4 separate regions of the Zea mays genome follow, and all the other regions are linked to region 1. The links are chromatin contacts, called in public Hi-C maps. All regions are on one chromosome and are shown on one strand. Each heading gives the region's core, a stretch centred on a gene start, on an enhancer-like site or on the middle of the called end of the contact. The rest is flanking DNA. Distances are from core to core; before and after follow the strand shown.

The links. Hi-C and Micro-C count contacts between places; a contact is called where the count stands out from the background.
Region 2: a contact with region 1 is called in a Hi-C map of leaf, with 5 times the contacts expected there. The contact joins the enhancer-like site here to the promoter of LOC100278060 in region 1. A contact is called at or near these places in 2 of 25 Hi-C or Micro-C datasets (ear and leaf).
Region 3: a contact with region 1 is called in a Hi-C map of ear, with 2.1 times the contacts expected there. The contact joins the enhancer-like site here to the promoter of LOC100278060 in region 1. A contact is called at or near these places in 2 of 25 Hi-C or Micro-C datasets (ear and leaf).
Region 4: a Hi-C map of tassel shows a contact between it and region 1, with 3 times the contacts expected there. The contact joins the enhancer-like site here to the promoter of LOC100278060 in region 1. A contact is called at or near these places in 2 of 25 Hi-C or Micro-C datasets (ear and tassel).

What each region holds. Positions count from the first base shown.
Region 1 is chr1:147,640,954-147,644,285 of Zm-B73-REFERENCE-NAM-5.0, forward strand. It overlaps LOC100278060, which reads left to right and starts at 1,743. Exons shown (of 4, transcript NM_001354132.1): 1 at 1,743-2,589; 2 at 3,240-3,332. The coding sequence starts at 1,927.
Region 2 is chr1:147,430,462-147,433,468 of Zm-B73-REFERENCE-NAM-5.0, forward strand. No RefSeq gene overlaps it. Among protein-coding and RNA genes, the nearest start is that of LOC103639332, 81 kb to the right of the region's middle. Within about 2 kb of position 1,365, at least 6 of the 20 cell types and tissues checked have an H3K27ac peak or open chromatin away from gene starts, as enhancers often do. A contact at or near this core is called in leaf, where this site is marked.
Region 3 is chr1:147,400,291-147,403,548 of Zm-B73-REFERENCE-NAM-5.0, forward strand. No RefSeq gene overlaps it. Among protein-coding and RNA genes, the nearest start is that of LOC103639299, 69 kb to the left of the region's middle. Within about 2 kb of position 1,866, at least 20 of the 20 cell types and tissues checked have an H3K27ac peak or open chromatin away from gene starts, as enhancers often do. A contact at or near this core is called in ear and leaf, where this site is marked.
Region 4 is chr1:147,851,062-147,854,119 of Zm-B73-REFERENCE-NAM-5.0, forward strand. No RefSeq gene overlaps it. Among protein-coding and RNA genes, the nearest start is that of LOC103639340, 33 kb to the right of the region's middle. Within about 2 kb of position 1,335, at least 19 of the 20 cell types and tissues checked have an H3K27ac peak or open chromatin away from gene starts, as enhancers often do. A contact at or near this core is called in ear and tassel, where this site is marked.

The DNA.
Region 1 (3,332 bases), core at 493-2,992:
AGACTATTTGTTAGCTTAAGGAGATTGGTGGGTTGGGAGTTGCCAACCTGGCCATCAAGAATGATTATTTACTCAACAAGTGGCTCTTTAAGTTACTAAACGAGGATGGCAAATGGCAGCAAATGCTTAAAAATAAATACTTAGGGTCCAAATCGCTTTCTCAAATGATGAGAAAATCAGGAGACTCGTATTTTTGGTCTGGTCTCTTGAATATTAAAGAAAGCTTTTTGAGGAGGGAGTTTCCAAATTGGTGACGGTCAAATGACCAGGTTCTGAGAGGATAGATGGATCAAAGATAGACTGCTTAAGGATTACTGTCCAAACTTATTCGATATTGTTCTTAAAAAGAATGTTTTAGTCAAAAATGTTATGAATGAAAATATTCCCGATCTATCCTTTTGTAGAGCTATTGTCAGGGTAAAATTGGTTGAGTGGCTTAATTTATTAAATTTGATGACAATTGTTGATTTGGGGGAATTGAGTGACAAATTTATTCGGGGGCATATAGATGGTCGTTTTACTTTCTTTTAATGAATTCTTCCTCGGTAAATCACTTTTTACTTTGGAGACTAAAAATTTCTCTTAAAATTAAAATTTTATTATGGTATTTATGTAGAGGAGTTACTCTCATTAAAGATAACTTAGCCAAGCATAGTTGGAAAGGTAGTACGAAATGCAGCTTTTGTAATCAAAATGATACTATCCAACATCTTTTTTTATTATTACATTGCTAGAAATAATTGGATAATTATTTTCTTTGCCTTAAATTTAGAGAGACCTAACAATATTAATCATATAATTAGATCTTGGATTGCAAACAAAGAAACAACTCATAAGAAAAAACTCCTAACTGGAGTAGCGGCAATGTTTTGGTCTATTTGACTTTTGTCGTAATGATGTTGTCTTTACTTAAACCAAAACCATCAATTATGTAGTTATTTTTTAGGAGAACATACTGGTTCAGATTCTAGAGAATGTTGCAGAAAGATCAATCTCAACGAGAAATCCTTGTTGTATGTTGATCCTTAGAGGTAGTTGCTATGGTGATCTTTGTAAGCCATGGATGGAGGTCTAATGATAGAATAGAAGGAGCTTGATTTGTTGATGCTTTATTATTGAGATTGTTGAAGGAAGATGTTTGTTATGTTTTGATTTGTATGGCCTTATGCAAGTGCAAAACAATGGCACAATTTGGTTTCTATAATCTAAAAAAATGGGAAATGCCACAACAGTGTCCCCAAAATCACAACGACAACGTGAACATAGGAACGACTTGGAGGCAAATTTGTTGGGTCCTAAATAACTTAAATTAGACCCTATTCTAATTTCTAGACTATTTTAAGTCCCACTCTTGAAGTTGTTCTAAGTGTATTTGTATGTTCCAGTAAAACTAACTATTGTTGGCCAGCACTTTGTCATCTGTTAGGTCATGTTTGTAGTTTCTAGGTAATACCATATTTTTAGTAATATCATAGTATTTTATTCTATAATGTGTTTGATTATATTACTGAAAACTATGTTTTCAAAATCATAGTATTCTATATGCCATAGTATTTTTATGGCATAACTATGTTTACAATGTGCATCCAAATAATGTTTCTTAAAACTATAGTATTTTTAAAGTTGGTTAAAATCATAATATTATTATGACAACTACAAAATATAGTATTGTAAAATTATAATTTTAAGGAAAATTGTTGTCAAACAAGCCCTTATTTCTACCGCCTTTCCCGCCGTGGCCTATCCGCGTCGCAAAATTTCCCGCCATCCGTCGCAGTTCCAGTGTCCCACCGCCTCGCATCCAAACAACTTTACCCAACCGCCGCCCTCAATCTGCACTCATCCACTACATTCTTCTCTTCCTCCACACGACCCCACCCAACCAAGCCGCCTCGAACAGTTTCCAGAATACTACATCCCACCAACATGGCGTCGCCGCCGCCGGGTGCCGGGCTTACTGAGTATGAGCGCCGCCGCGAGGAGAACATCCGCCGCAACGAGACTATCCTCGCCGCGCTCCGTCGCAAGGCCGCCGAGCTCTCTGCCTCCTTCATCCCCACGGCTTCCTCTCCCAAGCGCCCCAAGAAGCAGCATCCCCTCGCGAGAACGACCAGCCCCGTCGTCCTCCGCCGCTCCTTGCGCACCCGCGGCATCCCCGCCGGCGAATCCTCCGCTTGTGACGGCGCTAACACCTCGCTAAATACGCCGCCGTCCCCGACGAAGCCCCGCAGCACACGGTTCTCATCCTCCCTCGCCTCGGCCCTGCGAGACGCCACCGCCGCAGAGCCGTCGCCATCGGTCAAAAGCTGGATCGGTGCGCCTGACGGGTTCGACCCCTGTAGGGAGCTGGTGCTACGGCCCGTGGACGTGAGGAAGGTGGTGCCGGGCCGGATATTGTCCTTGCGAATCCTGCCGCTGTCCGACCGGACTGTGGTGGTTGCCGGGAACGTGCACGGGCATATTGGGTTCTGGGATGTGGATCGTCTCGTGGAGGATGAGGATGGTGATGGTGTAGACGGGGTATTCGAGTATTTTCCTCACAGGGGGTCTGTAGGGGGCATTGTGATGCACCCCGCTATGTTGCATAAGGTGATTGTTTCTTCTTTGTCACTTCTGGATATATGTATAAATTACTATCTATTTTGTTATTTCGATTTTTGTTTGTGGATTCAACATTGCTGCATTTGTTTGAACATTTGGTACCGTGCAGCAACTTAGATTACCTGAAATAGCTAAACTGATGGATAAGTGGGGTTCTATCATATAATTAGGCACGTCAAGATTTGAGAAAAGGTCTGTGGGCTTTGAACTATATAGTATAGCAATGTTCTACCTCATGGACTGAGGGAGAAAGGCAAGGGAAACCTAGGAAAGAGGATAAAGCAAGACAAAATGTCCTTTTAGATTGTAGCAGTGATATATGCCTCAAGGAAGTTTAATAACCATTGGCAGCAAATCATCCTCTATTGTGCAATCTAAAGTACAACTCCTTTTTCCTAAAAATATTCAATATGGATGTAAAGCTGGTGCTAAAAATGTAACTGAGTTCAATGCAATCATCCAAATCTGTCTAGTTTAATTTTGAGTGTTGGCCATCATATATAGCTTCTCACAAAACAGATGATAGATTAGGGAAATAATACTGGCATGATTATAGGAAACTACAGTTTTGCTATATTATATCTTTTATTATTTTAGGGGTTGCTGATTCTGCTATCTATGATAAATTGGGATTGCAGATTTACAGCTCTAGTTATCATGGTGAAATTTGTCTCATGGATGTTGAGAAAGAGAACTTTAATACAGTCTACTTGTGTGACTATCCCATTTTC
Region 2 (3,007 bases), core at 115-2,614, 210 kb before region 1:
ATTCGATTTCATATTATGTGGCATTTGTAACTCCTTGGCCTTTTGCTTTTTTGGAAAGAGTGTTGAAAAGACTAGCTAAACGAAAGATGGGATCATTCTTTTCTATGCTAGAATTCATGGACATTGACATTTAATTGGCAAACACAGCTCAAGCTCTCATGGCATGCATATCCCTATCTGAATTTGAGGCAAGCAAAATTGTGTTCAGTAAAATACTTGTCCCTCGAATAGCGGAGATAATTTCCATAGGATCACCAGATCTAATTTTTACATTCACTACCGCAATTGCAGTTATATTTGTTCCAGCATACTACATAAATCTTACTTGCTCTTTTGAAATAGTAGGTTCCACAGATAGATTAATTGATCTTCTTGGTGCCTGTGAAGATACTCCAACTCTGGCCAACTTCTCTTTTGTTCTGGCCAAGATATGTGAACATGTTAATGCGCAATTGCTGATGAAATTTGGCAAGAATTCCCATGGATCAAACTGTAGATCTCTTGTTTACAGAAAATGATCAATGTATGAAAATATGTTTGCAAGACTTGCAGCTTTGATAAATGTTGGAAAATTGAATGTTGTTGAGACTATGACTGAATCAGGAATTGACAAGAAACTTCTTGTACTTGTAGGCAATGGTTTTGAGATCTCATAGCAGCATGCGATTGCCATGCTAAAAACATTCATTGAACTTGGTGCTCCACTTCAAGGGTGCATGGGGCTTGTAGTGTTGTTTCATTTGCCTTGGCATGCTTGGACCAGTTTGGAAAGATTTGTTTTATTTGACAGAAATGTATTGCAACCACTAAAGCCCCAACAATTATTTGAGGTGATTCTTCATAATATCCTTAGAGAGAACAAAAATATCATTGAAACCATCCAATGTTTATTATCTCTTGCTGAAAGAGCAAATGATATAAGAGTGCAAAACTTCTTTTTGAGAAGCCTTATATTTACGCTTTATATAAAAATAAGGTGAAATTATGTATAAGTGAGTGTTTAAACTTTTGATTATTGGCTCTATATTCACATCCACCCAATCAATAGAAAACATATATTTTATGCTTTATTAAAACAAAATTTATTCTATGTCATATATAAAACCGTAACAATGTTCGGGCATATGACTAATACTTGTAAAAAATAAGGAAACACTGTTTTAACAATATTACCCTTCATATTCTTTCCGCGTACTTATCTACAAAAGTCGCGTACTTATCTACAAAAGCGCCCAGATCTAGATTACCTAGTGTCGCACTGTCGCTTGCCTCCAGCAGTGACGAGAGATATGGATGAGGGCAGCACGATGCCAGCAACCAAGGGCAAGTGGTCATGGACAAGGGCTGATGGCGGCGGCCATGGATGACGGCGCCACAGGATTTAGTCGGATGGGATGTAGCTAGAAATTGTCGTCGGAGGGCGTTGTCCCTGTCGCCATCGCACCCAGATGGTGACTGTTGCGCTCCATCTGTCGAGATCTGTCTAGCCCGTCTCTCTACCATGGTCTCTCTCTCAGGCCAATGCATAGTCATCGTCACGCTCGTCTACATCACCAAGCTTTGGGCAGCAATGTCTTGCAGGATCAACTCCATCCCCAAGATATGACAACTCCATCCCCAACGCATTGTCTGCTATTCAGTTATTACTATATATGACCGTTATTCTGGTGTTTGAATATGAGTCATTAGTGTATATGATTGCTATTCAGTCTGCTATTCATATACACTAATATACGTTGGGGATACACAGTACTATTCAGTCTGCTATTTAGATGTTTGAATCTGAATAATTAGTGTATATGTTGGTTTAGTACATTAGTTCAATTATTAGTGTATATAGAAGAATCATTAATCTTATATGACTGCTATTCAGATGTTTGTATATAGTTAATTCAGTTATTAGTGTATATGCCCATAAACATCATATACTAAACCAAAATGCCCTTATCAGTTACTTGCGCCTCTTCTCATAAGTTTAATCATTCACAGCTTATCTGCCTTCACCTCTTCTCATATTATTTGTATTCTTGAAGCTACTCTGCTAAACCAAAATCCCTTTATCAGTTACCTAGTGGTCATAGTTTAATTGATTCTTGTGCATGGTTTTTGCAAAGTGGGCTGTTGTTGTTGCCATGCCACTTTTTAGATCCCCATTGAGCGGAATGCTGTTGTTGCCAAGGATACAACTTCCTAGAACACAAACAAGGTCCCCTTTTGGTGAGGCATGGGACAACAAACCATGATTTTGATTTGATTATGGACTAGAAGATTGTCAAGAAAATGGTGAAACACGTTCACAAGTAAATGAGAATGGTGAATGTGATTCTAACCCCAATGGGAATTCACATGCTAAATAGAATGCACGTAGAATTGTTATTTCCTGTGAGAACAGAGGGCAATATATGAGCCTTTGCTAGCAAGGGCTAAAAATGGAGAAATGAAGGGTCATGAGACAACAGAAGTTTTAATTGAATTCTCAGTACATTTACGCATGATACAACGTATCTGGATAAAAGGGAAAATTTTTCTAGATCAGGGTCATCTAGGTAATGTTAATAGTGCATAGTCCAAGTGTGGTCGCAAGAAGATTCAGTTGGATGTATCAACACTTCGTGATGTTCCTCTGTGGAGTCGCATAATGATTGAAGATGTGGCTACACACTTTGGTGTTAGTAAAGCTAAGGTGCACTCTATGGGGAATAGATATCCCCTAGGTTACCATGACTTGGCGCATGTAGAAGACGTGTGAATTCCCTGAATACACGTTGACCTGTGGGAAAGTCGGCACAACTCTCATAGATGCAGGTGGACTGGGAACCTCTGGTGCATCGTATCACAACCCAACCAAGTTATCAGGCCCACATACACCAATCCTTGCACTCAAGGCCTTGGATGGATATGTAGGTGAATCAGATAACTTACACGGGGTGCCGAGTTACGATGAACTCGTTCATTCCCAAGAACCATTCACCATAGTTGCAAGTATTACAATAATCCCACAAGAACA
Region 3 (3,258 bases), core at 616-3,115, 240 kb before region 1:
AGTTAAATAATTACATCATGCAAAGACAACAATCCAGCAACACAAAGTTGACTAGGAGACGACAACCTAGACCACTCACGAACTCTTCACAATATCCTTCGTGCGCCTCATCCTGTGGTACCTGTTCTTGACCTGGGGGATGTGAGTACAACACGGGTGAGCTCACATACGTTTATCTCTCAATAAGTTGTGGGGAATAATGTGCACAAACTCACCAAAGGTGGGAGCTAATGTGAAGTGTAAGGCTTACCAAAGGAGATGGATAAAGCTGAGCATTGCTTTTAAAGTTGGTCAAAGTTTTATTAGCAATTACTAAGTATAATTAGATACCAACCCAAATAAGTATGAGATCAAAATTAATAACAACACCCATAATGCAATGAATATAACCAATTAAGTTTAGTTCCATAAATTACTCATGTGAGGGTCCGAGCTACTCATGACCGTGAGCACGACTGATATACCAGTTTTGCACTCTGCAGAGGTTACACATCTTTACCCACAAGTCGTGTTACCCATTTGCCAATGGATCACGACTTCCCATTCATCTCTACCGAGGAGACGAGGCAGGGTACCACTACGAGGCCTTTACAAAGTTTCACTAGCTTCCGAAAACTTGCTACGGTTTCTGAGAAGGGCAATATAGGAATCCCTCATCCGAAAAGCCATCGCAGCATGATCGACCTGAGAACCTCCCTATACGCAGCTCCTCTACCACCCTTACCCCTTTCGGGTAAGGTAGTCTTGCACTAGCTTTCCTAATTAGTCAGCCTAGGGTGTCCCATACCACCCTTGTGGTAACACTGTTTTCCCGGGTGGTCGCTCCATGTTCCAATTAACACAATGATCTTGACATAAACAATAATTAAAACTACAGTATAACTAGAACATGATCATAATATAATATTAATTTCCCAAAACCTGGTAGAGCAATAGCAAAACTACCCAATAGTGCTTCTGTTTGCAAGGTAAGGGATTAACAATGCTAGGGAAACCTATTGGGTCCCATCAAATTAACCTGAGCTTGTCACGGTGATTAACAGGAACATTATTAGGTAAAGAAAAGTGATCAAGGGCACAACTTGCCTGAGACTCCAGATTTCCAGGTACCAGCTTGGTCTTCAAGATTTTTGTAACCTCGCTGCTAATCATAGAAATACAAACAAACATGGTATAGACAAAATTAACATCACACCAAACATAAGAACAAACTGCATAATAAAGTTCTATGCGTCGTAACGAGAGCCTAGGTTCGAGAACCACTAAATTCGGAGTTACGATTTAATGGTTATGATTTTCTAAAGATTTAAATGTCGGATATAAAAGAAACTAAGTGCATAATTTTTAATCTAGGTTTCATAACAAACTAAGGTTACCAGATGATAAAAAATATTATTATGAATTTAATGCAATTGGAATGGATCAATTTAGAGTTAATATGAATTAAATATGGATTAAACAAGTTTATGGAATTATTTGTATACTAGAAATCATTTTCTAGATTAAATTCAGAATTCTCCTAATGATTTTTGGACTGCAGACATAATTACCAAGGAGTACGAGGTCTAAACTATAAATTCCAGGGCCTTTCTGCTATGTTCTTTACATACAGGTGGACGGCGGGTTGATTCGACAAAACTACGAGTTACAAAACGGAGGAGCCGAAAGGGTATCCCTAAATCTCGTTCGCCTGATCTGAACCAAGCACCAGGATTAAATCTCTTTTAAAAGAAATTGGTATGCAATGCCATCCACCCGATCCAAGATCAACGGTTGTGGTTTAATGAAGGCGTGCATCAGCCCCAACCCTCCGATCAGATCGGACGGTCCAAAGCAGTCAAACCCGAAATGTTATGGTCTCTTTGATCCTTACCGTTCAAAACACATCTAACGGACAAAGCGCATTCACTGGCATTCTAATCTCAGCCACATAGCTAGCATCCAACGACCAAGCCTGTCTCCCTTCACACCTTCCCTCATGCCCAACCCAGACACAGCGCCGTCGCGTCGCACGGTGGAAGCCATGGCCGGTGAACCTCCCGGTTAGTGTTCAAGTGCCCCGATTTCAAAATTAACAAGCGCTAGACCATGCTAAGGTTGCGATGAACGAATGGGAGACATTACTCACCAGATTTAGTGGCAAAGAGGCCCCGGCCCCGGCAAGGTGCAACCCGCGACGAACCCGGGTCTCCGGTGAGCAATCCACAGGATACCGTCGACTCTGGCGACCAAGGGCCAGGCGGTACGTGATCTACGCTCGATAACCATGCACCCCAACCCCACGACGAGCACCGAGCGGCAATGGAGGCAAGGCGAGGGGCGCGACGACTTTCTTTCCTTCCAAGGCGTAAACAGCAACCTCACAACGGTACTTGGTGCTTGTAATGCTCCGGCCAGATGGGTGAGACAGTCGCGGATCCCAGACTATATAGCGCGGAGTTCGATATGCTCGACCGGAGCGAACCCGAGATTTTCGCCTGGTGGTTGAGATCGTCGCGCTCGCAATGGGGAAGATGACTCCAGCTGCCTAGTGTAGAGGGTTGGCCATCGACATCGCGGTACGAGCGCAAGGTAAGACAGAGACTAGCTAGCGGGCCTAGGCTGTCGGCGCCGGGATCCAAGGGAAACGCGCATGGGAGAAGCTAAGGGCTGACAATATGGGACCCACACGTAAGTGTGACCAAAACTTGAGAAAAGGGGAAAAGAGTGGAGTGGGTCGTGCGGGATGAAATAGTTGAGATGGGCCGAGAGAGCAGGAAGGGGAGTTGGCCGATGGAGCACTTTTGGGCCGAGAGAGCAGGAAGGGGAGTGGGCCGACGGAGCACTTTTGGGCCGAGAGAGCAGGAAGGGGAGTGGGCCGACGGAGCACTTTTGGGCCGAAACGCAGGTTTGATCTTTTCTTTTCTTTTCTTTTTCTTTTTATTTTCTATTTCAAAGTTTGATCTTTTCTTTTCTTTTCTTTTTCTTTTTATTTTCTATTTCAAATTTCAATTATTCAAACCAAATTCTAACTTCTGTTTTGAATTTCAGATCTTCAATTTCAAATATAATCCAAATGTGAATATAAATCATACTATTTTCAATATTATTATTTATTCTCCTTCCCAATATATTTAATTCTAGCAATAAATGACTTTATTACAAATTTCTTCTTTTTTATTTTTTATTTTATATTTTTGTTCATAATTTGAGGTCAAATTTAAGTTAGGATTCCTTTATTCACACAAAATGTATCACAACAAAATTATCGGCATGAGA
Region 4 (3,058 bases), core at 85-2,584, 210 kb after region 1:
CCTACATGTACTCATCTTTGAGCTATGTGGGACGGTGCGCTTATTTTTAAAATGTCTAGGATCACTCTAATAAAATGTCCTCGGCTGAAGGGGTACCAATCCATCACAGTCGTCCAATCAGAACCAACGGTCCTGATTATATCTCCTTAACATCGAATCGGTACGCAGCGCCAGCCACACGATCTTCGGCCCTTAATCAACACGGTGAAGCGTTATGCCCTTGCATAATCCAAGCCGTTCATCTAGCATCCTATGGCTAGCTCTCCTCTTCCACTTTCGATACCACACCACGGCGCAGGACACTGGGCTCCTCTCGAGGGGTCGCCGGCGGGATGCAATCTTGGCGCTCACGTGCCCCTCCCACCACTCTGATAGATCCTATACGACACACAGAGCTAAGACTAGCTCCAACAAGGAGCTCTAAAGGGTCATGTACCCTAAATTTAGAGGACGAGGACGTCCTCTACTCCTTCCAGCAACGTTTTCTAAATAGTCCTCTAAATTTAGAGAACGCTGCTAGATCCTCTATACGTAGAGTTTCTCTAAACGGTTCTCTATCTATTTGAATACTTTAAACAACTGGTTTAATAAAACTAAAATATGTACAATACATTTGAGAGTATGACAAATACGTATATAAAAATTAAAAAATTAAAAATATCTTTAATATAAGTATTTACATATAGAGGACGTGATTTAGAGGACGTTGTTGGAGAGAAAGTAGATATAAGATAAAATCTTTTAGAGAACTGTAAATAACGGATATAGAGGATATATATAGAAGACGTTGCTGGAGACCGTCTAAGCGAGTCATCTGGGATAGAACTCACCAGCGGTGGTGTTACTACTGTTATGGGGAAGTCGGTCCATGGTACTTGGCAGCGTGGCGACACCCAAAAAATTCGGCGAGCAATCCATGGTTCCCGCACCCCAGAGCTCCATCGAACGATTCTTCATGGCTTGGCGAACCCCCTTGGTCACTTGTCCAGATTAGCACGGCGGTGCGGATGGATTTCGACTTTGGCGGATCTCTCACCTCCCTGCTCGCCCATGGCGAAGGCTCGAGGACTCGACTTAATCGTCCCTATGGCGATGCGATGGGAGGAAGCAAGGGAGTCACAGTCGCTATATACTCAGGAACAGAACCCAGATTGCCAATCGAATCCCAAAATCGTCGCCCAGGGATCGGCGAATCGAGACGAACTGATTTCGCGTTTGTTACTGTGAGTTAGTTGCGTCCCTCAGCGTGGAAGAAGCATCAGCCCAACGGTCCCCTGCGTCGGTGGAAGCAAGGATGCAGGTGAAAGGGTGTCTGGCGGAGTAGGTCCACACGTGAGCGAAGGGAAATCATGAGTTCGCGCGGCTTATTTGCTGGTTGACATCACTCATGCGTCATGATGATGCAATCTGCGTGAAGAGAATAAATAAAAGAAAAATTGGAGGTGTGGGGGAGAGAACGTGGGCTGGTGCCTAGTTCTGCTAGTGCTCAACCCTAAACCCTAAAAACAGGAGCAAAAGGGAGATGGGCACATATACAAGTAAGGTCTTTCTCTTTTCTTTTCTTTTTCCTGATTTCATTTTTGTTTCAAATTTTCAGTCTTCTATTCAAATTCAAACTCTAGTTTGAGTTCAACTTAAATGCACAAGTAAACACCAATATGAATGCAAGTATAATTTTATTTATCATTTATTTATTGTTTTATTCATTTATGCAAATGTTTTTTTTACATACACACAATAATATTTATATCAACATCAACATAGCCTTTGAGTCCCAAGCAAGTTGGGGTAGACTAGAGTTGAAACCCAAAAGATGTCACCAAAAGGGGAAAGAGAGAGAAAGGGGAGGAAAAAGCTTTTGAGAACACTAAAAGAAAAAAGCATAATCACGGTTCGAGCACGTAGATAACTTCTTTCCAAGCACTTTTATCCAAACACTGTTGGGATATTTCATTCCTTCAAGTCCCTTTTGATTGTCTCCTTCCATGTCAAGTTTGGTCGTCATCTACCTCTCTTCACATTATTGTCCAGTCGTATGATGCCTCTATACACCGGTGCCTCTATGGGTCTCCATTGGACATGTCCAAACCAACTCAACCGGTGTTGAATAAGCTTTTCTTTAATCATCCCAACCAGTGTTAAATATTTATTTAGAAAAAATTAATTTATAAGGTGTAGTATTTATTAAAATATACTCTAACCTACACTTTCTAGTGAATGTCTTTAAATATATTATTCAATAACTTAACCTATATAAGGATATTTTTATATTTTCTATCTTCCCTTTTTAAGTCCAAAAAAAGAGAATTCAAACTTAAGTTTAATCTATTTTAGAGAGTAACCTTGAAAGGAAAAAATTCTTATTAGTAATTATTAATCATTTTGATAGAATATTAATACTCCTAAAATAGAATTTTGGGTGTTACAAATTCTAAGGCTTAAAAATAATTTTGTCCATGCATGTAGAAAGCCTTGTTTATAGTTTAGCTTTTAGTTTCTAATTAGTTCAATGAATCAAAAGTTTTTTTAGCCTTTAATACTGGTTAGTTGGTGATAGAGATGGCAATGGGTACCCGCGACCCGATACCCGATGGGTATTTACTCCATTAGGGTATGTATGTGTGCTAAATATTCTACCCGTGGATATGTTATTGGGCAAAAATCTTCACCCAATGGGTAAACGGGTATTAGGACGTTCCGCCTTCACCCATACCTGTTAACCCGTGGGTATAAAATACCCAATATAAACTTAGCCAAGCATGAACTTAGACTTTAGTCATCCATCTTTTTTACTATTTAACAACCTTTTAGGCCATAATGTCATAGAAGGCTTAACGACAATTTAATGACCATGTAATGGAACATGTAATGTGCTATGTAATACTATCCTAGTGTTACTACTTTATCTAATTATCTTTGGTGTGTTGAATAGATGGTTAAATGAGACTAGAAACTTTGTATGGTCCTGTTTGTTTCGTTGGAATTGAATTCCAATTTAATAATTATAATTTAGACAAAACTAATTAAGTTCATATATTTATATATGTAATATATTTGT